Linked DNA regions of Mus musculus: region 2 is linked to region 1. The links are chromatin contacts, called in public targeted proximity ligation maps. All regions are on one chromosome and are shown on one strand. The core of a region is the stretch at or near the end of the contact, and the rest is flanking DNA. Distances in the headings are between cores, read along the strand shown. Region 1 holds the start of Pcgf5 (polycomb group ring finger 5). Region 2 holds the start of Cpeb3 (cytoplasmic polyadenylation element binding protein 3).

Region 1 (5,202 bases), core at 738-3,237:
GTTAAGGCTGCTCCTCGGCAGTACTGGGCTTTTACTACCTGCTTGACTTCCTATCAGGAGCCTCTGCCGATACAAGCGACCAAGTCTCACAACTGAAGTCAGCAACCCCCTACCAAAGGGTCTCTATTTCCATTCTGTACTCTCCGTCCAGTTAACAGTCAAATCAACATGATGTGCATGTCCCCTCTTCAGACAGATACCCTCCGGGCAGGGCATCTGACATTCTGCTATCAGGTTTATTCTATTTATTTATTACAGTTAGTACTTCTCAAATAGAAAAAATAAAAAGTCGGCGCTTCCTCTCTGTAAACAGAAAAAGCATGTAAGGTTTTTAGCCTGTCCCATGAGATGTAAACCACATTCCTAATTGGTTTCCATTGCAAACTGACTCTAACCTTTCCTTCAACACTTCAGGTACACTGACAGGACCACTCTTCCCACCATATAAACTCTGCAGGCTCCTATCTTCTGTCCAACATGCCTTTCCTCTTCATCACTGCACCATCCTTGTCCCTGTGTCCCTCTCTGACACTATCCTCACTGTAATCCCTATTTGCTAATGCTTACTTCTCCCCAGTTACTTTTTTTCACTGATTTAACATTCATTCATTCATTCATTCTTATTTTTCTGGGCTGGGTTTCTTATAGCCCAGGTTGGCATACAACTCCTGGTTTAGAGGGGATGACCTTCAATTTCTGATCCTCCTGCCTCCTCCTCCTTTAGCATGCCGGTAATACAGGTGTGACCCACCACTCCCAGTTTGCACTGTGACAGGGATCAAACTCAGGCACAGTGCATGTTAGGCAAGCACTCTACCAAAATTCATTCTTTTTTTCCTCTATTAGTGAGAAAGTTCTAACAGATACCAGCCACAGTTAGTCTCAAGTAGCTATTTATTTCATTGCTTTATTTGTAAGATAAAAATAAGAGCTCCAGCGACCTAGAAAGGCGATGATTAAATGAAATAGTGAACAGTGAAAACTGAAGAAATGTCATTAATTCTTCTTAGAATTTTACTAATCACTAGCTTGTTAGGTTATTTAAAAAGTTTTGCAAATTCCCTACAAGAAAGATGACCTTAGAAAACAATGAAGATGCTGATTTCAGTAGGTTCATCCTACACGAATCTCACTCATTAGGCAGAAACTTTTCCACTACCTTGGCTGTTAACACATAGGCGAGTATAAAATAACTGGAAAAGTCTAGAAGGCATCATTCCAGCAGCACACCCTCACTGTGAACGTTCAGGGTATAAGCTCGGAGCGTCTACTCCTTGGGAAAATAGTGTCAAGGATATGACAGAAAGTGTAATTTAATTAATTGCAATGTCGGGGTTCTGGCCTTCGTGACCTTCAGCAAAGCATTAATATCCTCGCCTGGGTCCCCGCTCCTCTCTCGACTTTCCCTTGCTCCCAGGACTTACGTGAGCGCTCGCTCGAGGCAAACCGGTGGGAAACGCAGTCCCAATCCCAAGCCCAGAGCCCTGTCACCCCGACACGGAAAGGAAGCGAGCGCTTGCGGTGTCGCGCGGCCGGCCGGCGGCAACTTTTCCGCGTCAGCCGGCGCGGGTCCCGGAGGTTCGAGCCCTTCACCGCCGGGCAGGTGCTCGGCTCAGGAGCCGGGGCTACTCGCGCGGGGACCACGGGACAGGACGAGTCTCCGCGGGCCGGCCGCGCCGCCCCCGAGCGCTGCCCCGAAACCCCGCGCGCCCGCCCCGCCCCCGAGCGGCTCCGGCTCCAGCGCCCGGCGCGGCAGGTGTCTGGGGCGCCGCGGCCGCCGGCGCAAACTTGGCGCGCGGCCGGGCCGCCCCCGCGCGGTACCTACCCAGCGGCCGCCGCCGCTCTTCAGCCCGCCGGCGCGCCCGCCTCCGAGCCCGGGAAAGCGAAAGAGAAACAGCGCCCGCCGCGGCCTGTCTGGTCCCCCGCGCCCTGTCCGCCCTCCCCCAGCAGGCGGGAGCGCGCGGGCTCCGCGGGGCCACTCGGCTCTGGCGCGATAGGGCGCGGCGGGCCTCGGGGCCAGGCCGGTGCCGCCTCCAAGGGCAGCTCCACCCACCTCCAACCGCCAGAGCCGCCCGCCTGCCCGCAGGCCACGCCTCTCTCGCCGACCACGCCCCGTCCCCACGCCCTTTCCTCGTGGGCCACGCCCCTTCCCGCCGGCCACGCCCCCAGCCCACGCCCGCCGGCTCGTGCTCCTCCTAGGCGCCTGGGACACCCTGAGTGCCCTGCCCCCCACCCTTGTTGCTCCTGTGTGACACGTAGCTGTGGCCGAATTTTATCTCCGTTCTTATCCTCGCCATCCCTCTCAGGGTTGTTTTCAGTCTTAACAATGACCAGTACGCTTTGCCTGGCCGGTTCAAAAGCAATGGTCAGCGTTGAGCACTGAGTCACCTCACTGAATTTTCTCCTTGGGGCGGTGAGATGGCTCAGCCGGTAAAGGCACTTGAAGCCATGCCTGAGGAGACTTGCTCAGTCCTCAGCATTCAACGGAAGGAGAGAATGGACAGAACGACCCCTGCAAGCTGTTCTCTGACCTCTATAGGTCAGAGGACAAACTCACAAACATTCATATAAATAAATATAACTTAAGACATCGAAGAACAGTTTCATAGGAGGCATTGTTCTCCACACTGGACCCACGAGGCCGTACTGGACATGAAGACACTGGCTTGCAATGAACCTTATTTAGAAATCACCATTGAACTTGTAGCAGTATGATAGGTCTAGCAATCAGAATCACTGACAAATACAGGTAAAGTGGTAAAAATTTATTGCTGTTTGCAAGGTTCAAAACAAACAAAAACCCCAGTGCTCTTTCTAGTGGACTTTGAGACTTCGGAGACACCATTCATTAACAGAAAAGGAGGATTCCTTGAAAGGTGACCTATACTCCTCTCCTACTGCTTTCCCCAAACTCATAAATTCCTACTGAGCATAACTTAGACCCAGTACTTCACTTCTTAGAAGACTATAATCTAGGATCCCTAGGATCCTAGGCAAAGCAAGGTAGCCATCACTTACTAACCAAATATCAAAGGAGAATTCTCCAAAGCGCAAGCTGCAAAGTAACCTTCAATCTTGCACACCAGAAAGAGAATCAGGGCTGCAGTTCCAGCATCTCTTTTGTACGAGCCAGAGCAAAGGTGGCTGAAGAATTCGGAGAGAATGCAGAGCATTCGCTTTATCTCCTCCAGACAGGCAGAACCTCTGGCTAGTGACAGATTGCGGAGGTGACTTCAAGAACAAAACAACAATCCAGGCGTGCACAGGTGTCCAGAGATATACCTCAAATTTAAAATGCACGGGGCAGAACAGGATGCCTTTAAAACTAGCCATTTTTATAACTAAACAGGTAAATTAGATGCAGGTAAAACAAATTCATTTGAATATCGCTGCAGGAAGAATACAGAGCTTTAAGTGATTATAATCCTCTTAAGGACCCCTTTTTGAAACTCCGACTCAAGGTTGGGATGACTTCTGCAAGACACAGTAATTACAGTAAGCAAAAGAAAACAAGTCAAGTGACTGTAGGCTTCATGTCTTTCATACTGAATGTATCCAAATGAGAAAAGCCAACCTATTTCTAGTATATTTAAAATAGGCAATGGGGCCAGGCAGTGGTGGCTCACACCTTTAATCCCAGCACTTGGGAAGCAGAGGCAGGCGGATTTCTGAGTTCGAGGCCAGCCTGGTCTACAGAGTGAGTTTCAGGACAGCTGGGGCTACACAGAGAGAAACCCTGTCTCGAAAAACCAGAATAAAATAAAATAGGCAATGGATTGCACACTAAGTTCTATTAAAATGTGAAATGGAAGATCCTGTTATATACACTGTAGCACACACACAATGGCCTAATATTGTTCTAGTTTGTGTCTGCAAGTGTTTTAAATGTCTTTTCCAGGAGTACAAACATTGAGAACTCCGAGAGGAATGCAGTTGGTGATCGGTAAGTGAGCTGCCCAGTATTTTCAGAAATGATCTTGGACTCGGACTCCGGGAGGACATACCCCAGCAAAGGAGGGAGAGAGGGAGTGCTGATGCCAAAGCCCTACGCAGTCCCCTGCGGTGGCCGTGGAAATGGAGATGCTGGAGTAAGACTGAGAGATGCCATTGGGTCCCATCCTTTGTGGGGACACCAGTGTTTTGAGTCCCTACTTACATTTGAAGCCAAACAGTGTCTTAGTCATCCATTCTTTGCTGTGAAGAGAAACTGAGACCAGAGACCACGGTAACTCTTCTGGAAGAAAAAGCACTTAACTGGGGGCTTGCTGACAGCCCCAGGGACTAGCTCATTTCCATCCCAGGAGAGGACATGGTGGCAGGCAGGTGTGAAGTAGCAGGCTGGAGAAGTAGCTAAGAGCTAATTCCTGATCCCAGTTAGGCCAAGAGAGAGAGTGGGCTCGGCATGTACTTTTGAAACCTGAAAGCCCACCCCTGATGAACTTGATAAGTAAGCATTCAAATATCTGGCTCAAATGGGACAATTCTTATTCACCAGTTTGCGATTTCTTCTCTCTCTTCTTTAGAAACCATCTGAGTCTCTTACCCCAAAAAAGTTATTTAAAAAAAAAAAAAAGCAAGTGATTTGCTTGCCCTGCAGATACAAAGCTATAAATTCCCAGTGCTTCGAGAAAATAAAACAATAAGACCCACGGAAAAGTAATTTAAAATATAAACATTAGTCTGATTAAAAATAACAACAAAGAAGCTGATGAGCTGGCTCAGTGGTTAAGAGCACTGACTACTCTTCCAAAGGTCCTGAGTTCAAATCCCAGCAACCACACGGTGGCTCACAACCATCCATAACGAAATCTGATGCTCTCTTCTCGAGTGTCTGAAGACACACTACAGTGTACTTACATATAACAAATAAATAAATAAATAAATATTTTTTAAAAATAACAACAAAAACAATGGCAAGATAGATCAACGCATTCCTGGTGCTCTAAGTATATAGCACTGGGACATGAATGTTTCACTTCATTTTACAGACACAAGACCCCCAACCCCCCACAAAGTGCAAATCCAAAAATCACAGCTGATTTGGGTTGAGCCAAGACAAAAGCATCAGTTCAGTTTTATTTATGCCTTTTAGAAATTCTCAAGTACATGAAGTTATGGGATACACAGTTAACAGAATAACTTAAGAACTGCCTGCCTCCCCACCCTACACAAATGGATGGAGAAGGGGCAGAAGAGGAGGAG
Region 2 (5,202 bases), core at 924-3,423, 800 kb before region 1:
CTCAAAACTCCAGGCCTACCCTGAACTTTGGATACTGCTACTAGAGGAGGAGGGAGTAAATTTAGTGTTGTGCTAATAACACGCCCATGCTCTTGTAAATAACCTGGACCCATGCTTATGCAAACAATCCTAATTAAATTTAATGGAACACACACACACACACACACACGCACACACACACACAGAAACGAGGGGGTGATGGGACTCGGAATGGGAAAGGACTTGGGAAGAAAACGGTAGGTAGAGGATGGAGGTGAGCTAGGGTGATGGGAGAGGAAACGACTAAGTTATGTACATTCTAAAAAGGATAGCCAGAATTCCCAAGTTTCTGTAAATGTTTCATGAGCACTCACTGGCTTTTATGAAAACCTCTGAAGAATACATGAAAAGCCAAGACAACATCTAGACAGAAGAATTTTTCTAAGTGTCGTCACGGAAAAGTGAAAGTGGGATGTCATCAGAGCAAATGATTAACTACGCAATACAAGGATTGCGTCTCATATAACTGGAATCGATGTGGCAGGCAGTAATCTCTCTGGGCATACTTAGTATGACACATCTAGTCAAGTATGATAAATTATAATGAAAGGAAAACTTGAGAAGTGACCAGACTTCTAGACAACTGGAGAAACGGACAAGTTCATTAGTTGTAGCAGAATAGCTGCTAAGTACCAGAGATTTAGGCTAAATCCTGTCATAAAATATGAGGGTGTAACTTCTTGCCTTCCCTGATGGATCTTTGATGCCCACCTCCCAGCCCCAGTAGTTAATGGCTATAACCTCAATCAAGAGAGGGCCTTCATTTAATAAGTTTCAAAGCTGAATCTTAAGTGCATTGAGAGCATCACCTGCTGAAGTGGGTGGCCAGTTAGTCTATTTAGAGTTGCAAGCAACCTCAAACATTATGAATTAGATCGACCAATTGGTCAGAACAGCAAGCAGCTGCCTTGGTGAAAAGGTGGATTTAATTTAGTTTCCAAAAACTCACTGGCTGGAATTTAAACGGCAGAGGGCAGTGCTGTAGACTTTCTCAAAGAGTTTTAGTGGCTGGAGACCCCAGGAATGGGCAACTGGTCCCAGTACAAGCCCAAACGTGTCTGGGAACTTAGCGATCGTCAAGTGTGCTACGTGTTCAATGTTGCATGCTTGTGGCTGTTTTCCATAACCTCTACTCTAGTGTGACCGACCGTTAAGGCTCCCTTGTGGATATTCTGACCTTACGGTTTGGGGGTAGGGATGGGATTGGGGGAGGGTGGTGGGGGAGTTGGAAAGAGAAACGAAACCCAGGCTTTAAAAGAAGGAATGCCTATCCTTGCATTGTGAAAGTGCAAGGGACCAGTCTCCAGAATGACAATCGGGTACTTCCCAGTGGCGTCGCTGTCAACCCCTTTACTACATTGTCCGGGGAGGAGGGGGAGAAATAGAAACTAATACTATGGGTTAACAATAGCGCCTCTTCACCTCAAAAAACAAAACAAAACAACAACCAAAAAAAAAAAACCCAAACAGGCTGGCGGCCAAAGTAGACCTCCCTCCTTTAACTAAGTTTCAAAGTCTACGACCCTGACCTCTCGCCCGCTCTTCTCCCCAGTGCCACCTCCAAACTCAGAGCCCTTTTCCCGGCCTCCGGGCCGTGGAACTCTCGGCGGACGCCAGGATCCCCGCTCTCGGGGCCTCGAGGCCAGCATGGGCAGGCCCAGGACGAAGGCCGGCAGTTCCCGGCCCCACGTTGCTCCTACCTGTCCAGCATCTGTTGAAGGGCTTGGTCCGGCATCTTCCGCGGAGCCGGCGAGCTCGGCCCTCGCCCGCAGCCCCGCTCAGGGCCAGGCCCCGGGACAATAGCACTGAGAGGCGGCGGAGTAGGCCTCAGTCCCGCGGCGGCCGCGGACCCGCCACACAGCCTCCCGGCGTGGCTCCCAGAGGCCCGCGGTGGCGCTGCGCGGCCGGCGGGCGACCGCAGAGGGCGGCGGGGAGTGAGGAGGAGGAGCCTGGGGCCGGGAGGCGGCGGTCGCGGCCCGGGTTCCTGCCGGTCCGCCCAGGGTTCCGGTCCATGGACCGCCGGGGCGCCGAGCTGCTGCCGGCGGAGGAGCTACCTCTGTGAGGTAAGAGTCGCCGCCTCCGTGCGCGCCGGGGTCACGACGCAGGGGCGGCTCGGAGCAGCCTGGGAGATGTAGTCCTCGGACCGTCCCCGCTAGAGGCTGCACAGCCCGCCGGGACCCCCGCCGCCGTGCCCGCCGCCGCCGGGCCGGCGCCCTCCCGTTTCCTTCCTCCAGGGGGAAAAAAAAATGTCCTTCGGGCCGCTGTCCGGGAAGCGGCAGCATGTGGCGCTCCGCTGTCAGTAGCAACAAGGTCAGCGCCCCTTCTCCGCGTCTTGTCCCCTCAGCTCTCGCGCTCAGGTGGGACAGAGCCAGGTGAGGGGTGGCGGCGTGGAGGGCCAGTTTCTGGGCCGGGTCAAGTACGCCGGGCCGCGGCGGCGCGAGGCCGGGCGCTCGGGTCAGCCTCGGCCGCGTCAGAGCCCATCTTCGGGGAGGGACAAGTGGCTTAGTGCGGGGCTGCTCTGGAGGGGCGTGTGGGTAACCCGACTGTTCGCACCGGCGCCTCTGTGTGTGTGTTGGGGACATAGGAGAGCATGGGGGGTGGGACGCGAGCAACCACTTTGCCTGTCCAGGAACCTTCTCGGTTCTGGTGCTGTCGCCCAGCCTTCGAGGGCTTGCGGGCAGCCTCCAAAGGGGACACGCTGCTGAATAAACAGCCCTTGCTTGCTCAGCTGTGGGTTGTCAGGAGTGTTTGTTTCTTTCCGCAGCTGGTCACCGTTAACCATTCCTAAGGCTCCTTGACACTTCTAAGCAGGTGGATCCCGGCCGAGGGATCAAAAAGGGAAGAAGTGACAAATCACGCCTCTGTCTTCTCTGACGCCGGAAGGGATAGCTTTGGAGGGGGGAAACGAGCTGTTGTTGACTTAAACCGATGCGTAATTTGGACGACCTGTGGCATTGTTTAGCGCTGTGATTGGTGGGATGTTTTGCTAGTTTTCCGTTGGTTGTGCCTACGGTTTTTTGGTTTTTTGTTTTTTTTTTTTAAACTTCTACAAAACGTTTGCTATTTCTTTAAATGAAAATGTTTCTTTAAATTTGAGCCTGGAGTGGTTTCTCAGGCCTATAATTCCAGACTTGGAAGACTGAGACAGAAGGATTACCTGGTCTGTATAATGAATTCCAGAGTAGCCTAGGCTAAATAAATAAATAAATAAATAATCAATCAATCAATTAATCAAGGATATGGTAGGCGTCCAATCCCGTAACCCCAGCACAGGAGAGGAGGAGGCAGAAGGATTAGGAGTTCAAGGTCAACCTCTAACTCTAATTAGTTTGACTCTGTCTCAAAAGGACAAACAAAAAGCTGCATAGGCATGGCCAGCAGATCTGGGAGGGTCTTCACAAATTCAAAATCAGTTCGGGTTACAGAGAGAGACCCTATCCCACAACAGTAACCATCAAAGCTACTTTTGTTTGTTTGAGTTTTTCCTTGGCAAGGACTATGTATCTGCAACACAGGGATGACTGGACTTGGAGATCCTCCTATCTAGAGCTCCCCATATCTGGAATTATATAGGCATGGCCCACCACACCCAGAACCGAAAGGCTTTCAAAATTATTGCTTAAGGTAGTTTGTTTTTTTTTTTTTTTTTTTTTTTTTTTTTACAATCAGCTCTTACCTGTGTAAATCTATTTTTGTACTAGTGCGTCCATGGTCAGGATATATAAATAAAATACATAAATTTATTCGACCTCCAATTTCTGAAATATGCATTTTTATGTTTGTTTATTTATTTTGAGACACGTTCTCACCGTGCAGCCCTGGAATTCACTAGGTACACTAGGCTGAGCTTGAACTCAGAACTTTGCCTCCCTCTGTCTCCTGTGCTTAAAGGCTTGTACCAACAAACAAGGCTACTTTTATTATTTTTTGTGGGGGTACACGTATGTGGGCAGAAGTCTAAGGTCAGCTTTGGGTAGATTCATTTATTGTTCTCCAGACTGGGTTTCTCAAAGAACCCAGAGCTTGTTGGTTACCTAAACCAGCTGGCCAGAGATCTGCCTACCCTTGTCCTCCCTGGGGCTAGGATTGTAGATGCCACAGGTACACCTGGCCTTTGTGTGAGTACTAGGGGCTGGAATTTGGGTCTTTATGCTTAGGTTACAAGTACTTTGTATCTAGAGCCTTGTACTGGCTAGTTTTGTGTCAATTTGACACAGCTGGAGTTATCACAGACAAAGGAGCTTCAGTTGAGGAAATGCCTCCATGAGATATAACTGTCAGGCATTTTCTCAATTAGTGATTAAAGGGGAAAGGCCCCTTGTGGGTAGGACCATCTCTGTGCTGGTAGTCTTGGTTCTATAAGAGAGCAGGCTGAGCAAGCCAGTAAAAAATATCCCTCCATGGCCTCTGCATCAGCTCTTTCTTTCTAACCTGCTTGAGTTCCAGTCCTGACTTCCTTTGGTGATGAACAGCAGTATGGAAGTGTAAGCCAAATAAACCCTTTCCTCCCCAACTTGCTTCTTGGTCATGATGTTTGTGCAGGAATAGAAACCCTGACTAAGACAAGCCTCTAGAAGCATGGTTTCATGAAATATTTTAGGATACTATAATTAATATTCCTTCTCATGAAAAGAGAAATAGGCTGCCAACCTTTGGAAGGAAAATGAGTAGATTAAGCAGAGTGTGTAATATTTAACTTTTTTTTTTTTTGCTTCGTGTGCTATGTAAGCCTGCTTCTAGTGTGCGTATCTCTTTTAAGCAGTTAACCATGTGGGATATATGCTGACACAATGTCCATTTAGCTTTGGAGTTTATATTAAGGGGAATTCCCATTTCTTCTTAGATTTAAAAAAAAAATGATGTTGTTGTTGTTTTGTATGTTTGCCTGAGGATCTTACATAGCACAGTCGGCCTGGAACGTAAGTAAAGTGTGATCTAGATCATGATTTTCCTGCATCTGCCAAGTGATAGGATTACAGGTCACCAGCTACTATGACCAGCTCTTCTCTTGTTGGTTTTCTTCTTCTTTTTTTTTTTTTTTAATTAAGAAAATAGATTTATTCTTATGTGTATGAATGTTTTGCTTGCATGTATGTTTTTGTATTACAAGCATGCAGTGTCTACAGAGTCCAGAAAGGGGCATTAAATCTCTTGAGACTGTGG

Evidence for each region.
Region 2: a contact with region 1 is called in a targeted proximity ligation map of astrocytes, with 2.2 times the contacts expected there.

Annotation. Positions count from the first base shown.
Region 1 is chr19:36,406,533-36,411,734 of GRCm38.p6, reverse strand. It overlaps Pcgf5 (polycomb group ring finger 5), which reads right to left and starts at 1,987. Exons shown (of 10, transcript NM_001368691.1): 1 at 1,826-1,987.
Region 2 is chr19:37,204,442-37,209,643 of GRCm38.p6, reverse strand. Cpeb3 (cytoplasmic polyadenylation element binding protein 3) reads left to right here and starts at 2,173. Exons shown (of 11, transcript NM_001290827.1): 1 at 2,173-2,349. Marchf5 (membrane associated ring-CH-type finger 5) reads right to left here and starts at 2,099. Exons shown (of 6, transcript NM_027314.3): 1 at 1,740-2,099. The coding sequence starts at 1,774.